Regions from separate parts of the Rattus norvegicus genome. Here region 1 is linked to region 2. A link is a contact called in public Hi-C data. All regions are on one chromosome and are shown on one strand. Each heading gives the region's core, a stretch centred on a gene start, on an enhancer-like site or on the middle of the called end of the contact. The rest is flanking DNA. Distances are from core to core; before and after follow the strand shown.

Region 1 (4,909 bases), core at 2,069-4,568, 47 kb after region 2:
AAATTTTTAAAGATATATGAATGCCTTTAATCTCAGCACTCAGGAGGCAGAGGCAGGCTGATCTCTGAGTTCAAGACCAGCCTGATCTACAAATTAAGTTCCAAAAGTAGACATGGGATGGGTGTCACTAGACCTGTTTGGTCTTTCCAATGAAGCCCTCTTAAATAAATCTTCTTTCTGCTTGTCACTATTGTGTCTTTAATTGGCTTATTGAGGACAAGTGGCCAATACTGGTTTATTAGGACTGTCAAGCCTCAGGCTATGACCCTAATTCTGGGAACAGGTCCAATGTATTGTGGGTGCCATGGGAAGATTATATTTATAATTCTAAGAAGATAATTTCTGAGATGATGACTTGAAGACAGGAAAACTTTTCTGCTTTCCTAATGCCATTCACAACGGCACACATTTTGGCAGCAATCGAGGATTCCAGCTGGTTTTGTAGGCCTCGGTGGCTCTTTTTTTAGGGAATGTAAAACAACTCTCTGTGGAGTTGGGGGAAAGAAACAGGACACCCATAAATGAATATCAAATATATAGAATAATCAATATTACTTAAAATATGCAGAGTCTTGCCAGATGGCCAGGGTAACGGCTCAGGTGGCAGACCGATGGCTTAGCATGACAAAGTAGGGGTTTGACCCCAGAACCGCATACTCGAATCTTATTGCTGCATACCTGCAATTCCAGCACTCTGGAGGTAAAGACAGACAGATTAAGAGTTCAAGGATACATTTGGCTTTGTGTTAAATTTGAGAGCAGCCTGAGCTAGAGAAATCTTTATCTTAAAACAAATAAAATTCCAATCCCCATAGTTAAGTTGGCAAAGGATTTGAGGGAGTTGAGCTATGAATGGCTTTTTTTCTATCATTTCTATCTCTTCCTTTTCACTTTTTTTTTTTTTTTTTGGTTCTTTGTGTGAACCCAGGGCCTTGCCCTTCCTAGGCAAGCGCTCTACCACTGAGCTAAATCCCCAACCCCCACTTTTTTTTTTAAAAGTGCATTGCTGTTTTGTTTGTCTGTGTGGAGCTGTCAGATCCCCTGAAACTGGAGCTGCAGACATTTGTGAGCTGCCATGTGGGTGCTGGGAATTGAACCCAGGTCCTCTGGAAGCAGCCAGTGCTTTTAACCTCTGAGCCATCATCTCTCCAAACCCTCGTTTCATGATTTGAATGTAAGCTTGGGGGCGGGGAGACGCCTCAGCAGTTAAGAGTGCTTGTTGCTCTTACTGAGGACCCAGGATTAATTCCCAGCACCACATAGTGGGTCATAACCATGTCCATCTATAACTCCATTCCAGAGAATCCAGTGCTTTCTTTTAACCTCTGGGAGCACCAGGTATGTACAGGGTAGACATACATACACACAGGTAAAACACTCATTCACATAAAAGAAAATAGATCTAAAAATAGTTTTTAAAAATGTAAGCATAAGGGCTAGGAGGTGAAGCCATTAATATGATACCTATGTCTGTATGTCCACTCTCTGAGCAAGTATTTGAAGTGATCGCCCCAGTTTATTGAATTGAAACCAAAGTCTCAAAAAACAAACAAAAAACAAATCTCTCTCTCTCTCTCTCTCTCTCTCTCTCTCTCTGTGTGTGTGTGTGTGTGTGTGTGTGTGTGTGTGTACATGTATGTGCATATAAAGGATGGTGTCTACTAGCAGCAGGAAAGATGGACGGAGAGTTCCTAGCAAAGTGACACTCAATGCACACACATACAAAGAACTCTTAAAGTTTCTGGCACAGCTTACAGGCTTCTGCTATGGGACAGTTCAAGGACACATTGTCCTCTAAGAAAAATATCCCAGCTCATATCTCAAATTGCTGCCCAGAGCCTGGGGATAGAGTAGAGAGACAAGCCAAGGTGGAGGAGCCTCCTTCTGGCTGCCTACAGCTCTTAGGGTGACATGAGCTAATGAGAATAGAATCCTCATACTGACAAAGGAGCCACCTATTTACGGAGTTTACAGTGCCTTCTGCATGCAAACTGGGATTTGCTCTGTGAACTTTACCTTACTTATTGCTCACACCCTCCCTAGGGGGAAGAGCTCTAGCCTCCATTCTGTAGAGGAGGGAGCAGATCCAGAGTGGGTCTGTAGCCCGCAAGGCCACACAGTTGGGATTCATACACTAAGGTCTGTTTGATTCCTTTCCTCCACGTGAGTGAGTCTGCAGCGACTCTCCACAGAGGGCCACAGATGGGATCACTACTCCTCCATTTTGTTCTGTTAAAGTGCGTGCGCGCGCGCGCGCGCGTGTGTGTGTGTGTGTACACGGAAGAATGTTTACACAAATCACAAGTGCTGCTTGCACTGCTTCATGTTCGTCTTGATCTTTTTGGGGGGGCTGAATGAATGCCCAGCTGGGGAGACATTGGGATCACAGACCTTTTGAACTGCGGGTGTACACAGAACCACCCGGAACAGGCAATGTCTTAACTCAGGGTTTGCGTGTGTGTTGGTGTTCTCACCAGTGAGGGCATATGTAGAGGCCAGAGGCTGAGGTCACATGCCTTCCAATTGCTCTCTATTTTTAGAGACAGACTCTCTCACTGAACCTGGGACTCGTCATTTCTCCTAGACCCGCAAGTCCCTAGGATCTCCCTGTCCCTTCCCCTTAGCACTAGGGCTACAGACATGAGCGCCACCACACCACCATTTTGTGTGAGTGCTGGTGCTCCGAACCTTGGTTCTTACTCAGCAAGCACTTTATCCACTGAGCCTTCCATCTAGTCCCTAAGCTGACATGTTGATGCCTCCCTATTAATAGGAAAACATATGAGGGATGGAGCAGCCCCCCTCCCCCATCTCATTTATCAGCTTTCAGCCTGGAGCGCATACCTGTGGTTAAATTATCAACCCCTGCAACAGGCTAGAAACGATGACAGCTGAAATCCCCAAGCAGAACACACACACTCCTTCACACCACAACAATTTGCTTGAAAACGCTGACTTAATGGTATCAGCCTAATCGCTAGGTGGAAGTGATGATGGGGATGGCAATAATAACAAAATTGCTCTCAAATTATTCCCGGAGATGTTGCAACATCAGCTACCCTACTCTGCACTCCAAGAAGGAGTTTGTGTTTGAAGGTTCAGTTCACACCAGGCAAACGGCTCCCCAGGAAGATGAACGATAGCCTAATGAGGTTTTGTCTTCCCTGGAGTGAAATCTTACTCCTTTTAAAAGCAGGTGGATGCCAATTTCTAGGCAGGATTTGGGCCTGGCTTCCAAATTTCCAGACTTCCAGGAACACAGAACCTATTGGAAGCCTTGGGCTGTGATTTAAAGTGGCCTCTTGGTGACATTGATTTTTTTTTGCTGTGGTTTCAGGGGCAGTGAGCAATATATTGTAGGAATGCGGCTCTTGGCTCTCTCTAGCACGCAAATAGAGGCAGCTTTTGTAGAACCAGAAAGCCAGGATGGAATCTTCCCTCCAGCCACAGCAGGCTGGCTTGCCTGCATGGCTCCAGTCAATTAAAACTGTGGGATTGGGATGCAGGCCCCAAAGGTCTCTCTCCACAAAGACTGAACGCTGTTAGGCTCCACTGTAAAGACTGAACTAGGAGACATCTCTTCTCCCTGGGTTTTGTGGCTACCCAAGGCATGTCTAAACTAAGAATTGCCTGTGATTGAGAAGTGGTCGGGGAGCCAGGGAGATGGCTCAGTTAGTAAAGTGCTTGCTGTACAAGCACGAGGACCTAAGCTTGATTTCCCGAAACGGAGTGAAAAACGGATGATGGCACACAAAAATCTCTGTGCTGGGGAGACGCACACACGCACACATGCACGCACGTACGCCTCTCGCATAGTAATCTAGACCAGCCAAAGGATAGGAGGTAGGAACCAGATTGGATGAGTGGGTTCAGGTGCAAGGGAGAAGGAGCATTCCAGCCAGAGGCAACAGAGAGCAAATGTGTGGAAGTACAGAAGGGATTTGAAACAGTCTTGTCTAGCGTGCCCCAAACTCGTCTCCCGCTGGCCCAGTTTTAAGGATTCACCTCTGTTTCAGAACCACTCCTCCAGAATGTCCCCGTACCCCGGTGTTTTTATAGGATGGTAGTATATTTATGTATTTGTTCTTTGTTATTTAATTAGAGGACACTTTACCATCCTTGAGCTATAGTTTGTCATTTATGGCAATTCTTTTACGTATTATTTACAAGTGCATTTACAAGCTTTCTTTTTTTTTTTTTTTTTTTTTTTTTTTTGGTTCTTTTTTTTCGGAGCTGGGGACCGAACCCAGGGCCTTGCGCTTCCTAGGTAAGCGCTCTACCACTGAGCTAAATCCCCAGCCCCACAAGCTTTCTTAACATCTGGACTCGTGTGGAGATGTTTTAGTTTTACACCCCTGAGGTCAGAGAATATGCACCCTATACTGTCGACTCTTCGGTGTGCTTTGGTATTTCCTTTGTGACTCTGGGTACATGGTTAACTCCTGTCAGCGAGTACTTGAAAGGCTGCTTATTCAGTAGGGAAGTCATGGAATTAGCCTAGGTGTCCACAGACAGATGAGTAAAAAAATGTAGCATGTATATAGAATGGAGTTTTACTCCGGCGTAAAAAAAACCATAAACCGGGCAGTGGTGGTGTTTGCCTTTAATCCCAGCACTTGAGAGGTAGAGGCAGGCAGACCTCTGAGTCTGAGTCTACAGAGTGAGTTCCAGGACAGCTAAGAGTACACAGAGAGACCCTGTCTTGAAAGATGAACAAAGAAATAAATAGAACAAAACAAAAAATAAAATAAAATCATGCCACATGCAGAAAAGTGGCCAACACTGGAGATAATGGTGAGCAAAATAAGCCAGGAAAGCAAACGTCTCAATGTCTGTCATATGGGAAAACCAGATTGTTTTAAACAAAGACATGAAAACAGAAAGAGACTTGGGAAGGAAAGGTTGCTGG
Region 2 (5,386 bases), core at 1,629-4,128:
TCTCTCCTTGATCTATCAGCGGCCCTTCTGAAAAACCTAAATAAACGTCCTGCAGGAGAATTTGGGGGTGACTGGACATCCTATGTAGCACATAGGAAATAGACTTCTGACCCCCGTTATACAAAACAACAGGTTCAGCGTTGTGAAAACTTTTTGTTGTTTTTTTTTTTTTTTTTTTTTTTTTATAAACTCAGGTAGGTTTTAGCTAAACCAGTGCTTTCCCCCAAACCCCCATTTTCAGAAAAGGTAATTGTCAGTGAAGTTTTTCTTTTTGTCTGATCCCACTGTTGGTTGTCTGGTGGCTTACTACCAAGAGCACTAGATAAATCTCCAGCCTTTCATGATACAAAGGCCTGTGCAGATTTCAAAGTCCTTGGGTAATCTGCATTACACATTATCCAAAACTAAATAAATAAATAAAAATAAACTGACCAAAAATGACAAACTGCTGTTGAACCTGGGGGTCCAACCTCTGGGTGTAGCTGTCTCTGCTACTCACACATTCTTGGAATTGTTAGCTGCTTCCCAAGGAATTCTTTTCTAATTGGGCCCCTAGGCTTAATTGGCTTCTGCGGTGGAATGCAGTGGTGTGGAGTCAGTGCACAGGAAAACTGACCCTCAGCTTGACTTTCTAGACAGAAGTGGCTAGCTCTGGAGTGGAGAGGGTGCTTAGCAGAGCTGGAACTGTCTATCACCCCCCCCCCCTTGGAAATACGCAAGTGGTGGTTGTCAGAGGGCTGACAGGTGGGGGTGGGGCGGGCAGGGGGCAGCCAGCTCCCTACTCCATATAAAGCACTGAGTTATATATAACTCCCTGCGTACTTTCTGGATCTAATGCTTCAGACTGCAGACCGAAGCGCGTATCATCTTCCCTGGGCAGGTCTCAAGGCTTGCCTAGTGAGAAAAAGAGCCTCAAAGTGTCACTGTAGCCCTCAAGTTTAGCATCGGAAGTAAAAGGGTGTCCATTTAAAGGTCAGGCTCTCTGAACCCACTCAGACTAGGTCCATCAGCGAAAACCACCGGGGGTTTTGGGGGTAGGGTGGCAAACAAGAACACTAGGGATTCTGTTTTGTACAGACCTTGGTGATGACATACACTTCAGCGGTTTTATACCAGCAGGAGGCGAAGTTCACTTCCAGCAGTCCCCATTTCAGAGGCCGTGTTCCCCAGCTTCTCACCCACCCACCTCCAACCAAAGGGGAGGAGGTAAAGAAGAGGAGAAAAAGGGGAAAGGACAGAATATAAATGAAATGTGCGCAGCAGCAGAGGCGGCATCCAGTGCTCTGGGCTATGGCCAGGCTGTGTGCAGGTGTCCTGTAGGAGGAGGATCACCCTCTTCCTTTGCTCTGCAGCCCCTGTGGTGACCCCCAGAGCGGCCACGCGGTCAGGGGGTGAGGGAGGCAGTGTGAGCGTGCACTTACATCTGTGGCCTTTTTCTCCGCCAGCTCCAGTTTCTCCTGGGCATCTTTGAGAGCCTCGGAGTATTTGTCCAGTTCATCTTCAGTGCCCTTGAGTTTCTTTTGCAGTGACACCAGCTCATCTTCCAGCTGGGAGTTGGCAGTGGAGTACGGGGGTGGGGGGAAGGAAGGGGGAAGGGGGTGGGGTGCAGCAGGCAGCGTGATCCCGCAAGGTGCGGGTTGAGGGTGCGTAGACCATAAAGGACAGGGACAGCGGGAAAGAGAGAGAGAGGGAAAGACAGGGAGGGAGAGAGAAAGAGAAAGTTAGCCATTCGTGTGCAGTGCCACACCGCGCGCCCGGGTACCTTGGCGGCGGTCTCGTCGGCAGCCAGCAGGCTGTCCTCTGCCTTGTGCAGCTCCTCCAGCACCCGGTCCCGCTCGTCCTCCGACGCCCGCAGCAGCTTCTCTTTTGCTGAGATGTCCTCCTCGAGCTGGGACAGCGGAGAGCGGGCGCGGGCGGCCGGCATGGACCGGGTGTGAGACACACAACAAACGGGTGCCAGGTTGGCTGGGGTCCTGGGGCTAAGGGATCGCTGCTTTGGGGCTCAAGGGACCCTAGGTAATCTCTCTCCCAGAGCTGGAACCACTCAGTGACTCATCTCGCATCCCACCCCCCACCCCACGCCACCCCGGGACCACACGCTCGGCCGAAGACAGCAAGCTCAGGTCCCCAACTTGAGGGATTGAAGAAACACGCCCTTGTTTGGCTAGCTTTCCGTCTGTGTCTCCCATTCTGTCCCATCTTTGTTCTTAGGAAATAATTCAGTGCGCTTCAAAGTTTTCAATCCCATCTTAAGGGCTCTCTCTCCCCAACCAAAAGGTCCAAAGAACTTCGGACACCTTAGGACTTAATCCTTGCCCCGCTCCCCCGCCCTTCCCTCCAGGCATCCCGGGAACTTGTATCCTTTCTCCCTTCCTCTTTCAAAACTGATCCCCAATCCTAAGAGTCAAGAGCCTCTTTACGGAGCTCAGTGGACTTCGCGGACCGTGGGAGCCAGAGAAGGGCCACAAGCGTCCTCAGGCGAGACAGAAAAGTTAGAATCAGTCTAACTCTCGAGCTTCTTCTCCTAATTTTTTTTTTAAATGCGCGCCCCTGGACATCCTGTGCTGGGGATAGGATGGGGAAAGGGAGCCAGTTCGGGTTCCCGGACTGAGAGACTGACGCGGAGTTGGGGCAGTGGGGGTTGGGGGTAGACGCAGACCTGCTTGCTCCGGTCTTCCGCAGCCTTCTTGTCAGCCTCCGCCTGCTCTGCTCGATCCAAGGCGTTCTCTTTGTCGAGCTTCAGCATCTGCATCTTCTTCTTGATGGCGTCCATGGTGGCGGTGGCGAGGGGCCCTTAGGCAGAGGAGCCAGAGGAGACGCGAGCGCGGTAGGGTGGCAGAGCCGGAGTGCGAGCGCGGAGCTGCCTGCTGCTCCCTGATATGTACTTTCCCAGGGGGGCGACCGCATTCCTTAGGACAGCCAATACTTTTTTGGAAAAGCTTGTTCCTCCTTCCCCCTTTCCCAGTCTCCTGCCTCCGCCCCATGCCCCCTCCTCGCTCCTCCCGCGGGGGCCTCACGCCCATTCGCTGCCGCCTGCCGGCCTCCCAGTTGACGGTGGATATGACTATATATGGGGACCCGAGCCTCCGAGACCGCGGCCGGGCGAGGCCGTCCTATTTCTAAACCTGCACGCCTGGGAAAGAGCTCCCGGACCTCGCTGGAGAGGAGCCCGGTACTGGGCGAGAGTCTCTAGCCACCTCCCAGAGCCGTCGCCTGGCGGTCAGGGTCCCCAGAAGAGTCTGTCGGGAGTCACAGGGAATCCCGGGAACAGGGCAGGTGGTGTGTGCGCACCATCTCACTTGGCCTCCGGGTCCTGGGGTGCTCACTGTAAGGTCCGGGGGCTGCCAGTCACAGCCACCGCACCTTGCATCTGGGCCTGGGAGTTCTCAGTACCTAGCTGCGTCCTTCTAGCAGCTCTGAGTCCACCCACCAGTCATAGTCCTGGGCTCTCACAGTCTGGAAATTTCAACCCACGCAGAGAAATAGAGGTGGAGGAAGGTGTGGGGGCCATTCCTGAGGCCCTGTCTCTCTGCCCGTGATGGTGGGCATAATGATACACACAGGAAGTCTCCAATCGTTTCACCAAGCTGGAGGTGGGCAGTAAAATACATTAGGAACTTAGGGCCCGGTTTGCTGAGTTATGTGCCTGTGCTGTGCTTTGGAAAGGGTAGAAGGAGTGTGCCAAGGTGTGTGTGTGTGTGTGTGTGTGTGTGTGTGTGTGTGTGTGTGTGTGTGGTTTGCTGAGTTATGTGCCTGTGCTGTGCTTTGGAAAGGGTAGAAGGAGTGTGCCAAGGTGTGTGTGTGTGTGTGTGTGTGTGTGTGTGTGTGTGTGTTGAGTTTAGACTCAGTTAACGTGGGGAGTGGGAGGGGTCTGGTCTTCAGTCATTAGCAGCTAACAGCTACATTGTGTAGCTGTGATTAGAAACAGCTTCCATGCTGTAGCTTCCCTTACTTTAGTCGTTTACTTATAGGGGCGTGGGCGTGGCCGTGGTGGGCTGTGGCGGTCAGAGAGCAACTCTTTAAGAATCAGTTCTTTCTACCATGTGGGTGTTCGATCCTGCACAGGTCTTTGAGCTTGATAGCAAGCTCCGTTACCTGCTGAGCCATCCATCTTGTTAGTTCAGTTTCCTCATATCTAAATTCAGAGGGTAGTGGATTCCTAAAATCCCTTCAGATCTAGCTTTTCATTTTTTTCCTTGCTCGGATCTATTGGGGGTGGGGGGTGGGCGTCCTTCTTTTCTCTGTTAGGCACTTGGGTGCTGGTGCTGAAAACATGCTACAAATTAGCCTACGGAAATGGTTCAATCCGTAGGGTGAACTCTGCAGAGGGAAAGGGGCCAGCCAGGTCTGCACTGAAGGCAGGAGGACACCCCCCCCCCCATCTCTTTAAGCTTGTGCCATCCTTGGTTTAGTCTCCAAGGAGGAGAAGTCTGATCTTTTCCATTGCAATGAGGCTTCAGGAAGCAAGGGGGGGGGTCGTCCCCAAACCTTACCGATGACTGAGACAGGGTTGTCAGGGTCCTGTGACCAGTCCCAACAGAATAATTTACAGCCTGTACTACATGGATATCAAATATTCCCCAGACAGTGTCTGAGTAGATTAGGCAGGCCAAATGACTTGCTAAGTCCTTCAAGAAAAGAATGATCAAATTCCTCTCTAGGATTTTATCAGGTTTCTGGCTGCCCAGCAGGGAAAACAGACCCTCTGGTAATGACCAGAACATCATGGAACAGGATGCACAGGGGCTTTGTGGCACAGAAAATGCACCAGAACCCTTCCTTGCCACGTGCTAAGTGGCTCAGGGCATGGACACCCTTCCAGGCCATGAGCAGTACTCAGATATGTGGGCTATAGGGAGCTGATTCTCCAGCCTGGAGTTTAACAGAGGAGAAGAATAGGGACCCTGGAATTTAGAAGCTGAGCTCCAAAAAGGATGTGGACACTTCTTTTTATATAGCCTTGGCCATGGTACAACCTTAAAGCCTCCATTCTCTTCTATTAATGAGGTACTGGTGTAGATACTGACTTTCTCCATGTGCTAGGCATAGTTGAAAAACTCACTAAATCCATTTTAAATAAGCTCATTAAATATATCACAACTGGATACCTGCTACATGCATGACAGGCAGTACTGGACTCTGAACTCAAAATTGGATGACATACAACTTTCTCATCCAGACGTTGAGAATGAACAGCGATGTAAGACCTCAAAAAGGAAAACACAGGAAGAACCAGGTCAGAGCAGACAGAAAAGGCTTCCTTGGGAAGTTTTATAACAGATTTTAGAGGAGAGTCACAACAGGGATTGAGAAGCCATTAACACTGGTTGGTCAGTAGGGTTTCCTGGATATCAGACTGAATAGGCAACTGAGGCCAGATGGCAAA

The links. A called contact is a pair of places that touch in the nucleus more often than the background predicts.
Region 1: a contact with region 2 is called in a Hi-C map of the A7r5 cell line, with 4 times the contacts expected there. The contact joins the enhancer-like site here to the promoter of Tpm1 in region 2. A contact is called at or near these places in 2 of 12 Hi-C or Micro-C datasets (the A7r5 cell line and mammary epithelial cells).

Annotation. Positions count from the first base shown.
Region 1 is chr8:76,586,978-76,591,886 of GRCr8, forward strand. No RefSeq gene overlaps it. Among named protein-coding and RNA genes, the nearest start is that of Tpm1, 46 kb to the left of the region's middle. Within about 2 kb of position 3,319, at least 8 of the 93 cell types and tissues checked have an H3K27ac peak or open chromatin away from gene starts, as enhancers often do. A contact at or near this core is called in the A7r5 cell line, where this site is marked.
Region 2 is chr8:76,540,537-76,545,922 of GRCr8, forward strand. It overlaps Tpm1 (tropomyosin 1), which reads right to left and starts at 2,879. Exons shown (of 10, transcript NM_001301336.1): 1 at 2,660-2,879; 2 at 1,422-1,547. The coding sequence starts at 2,773.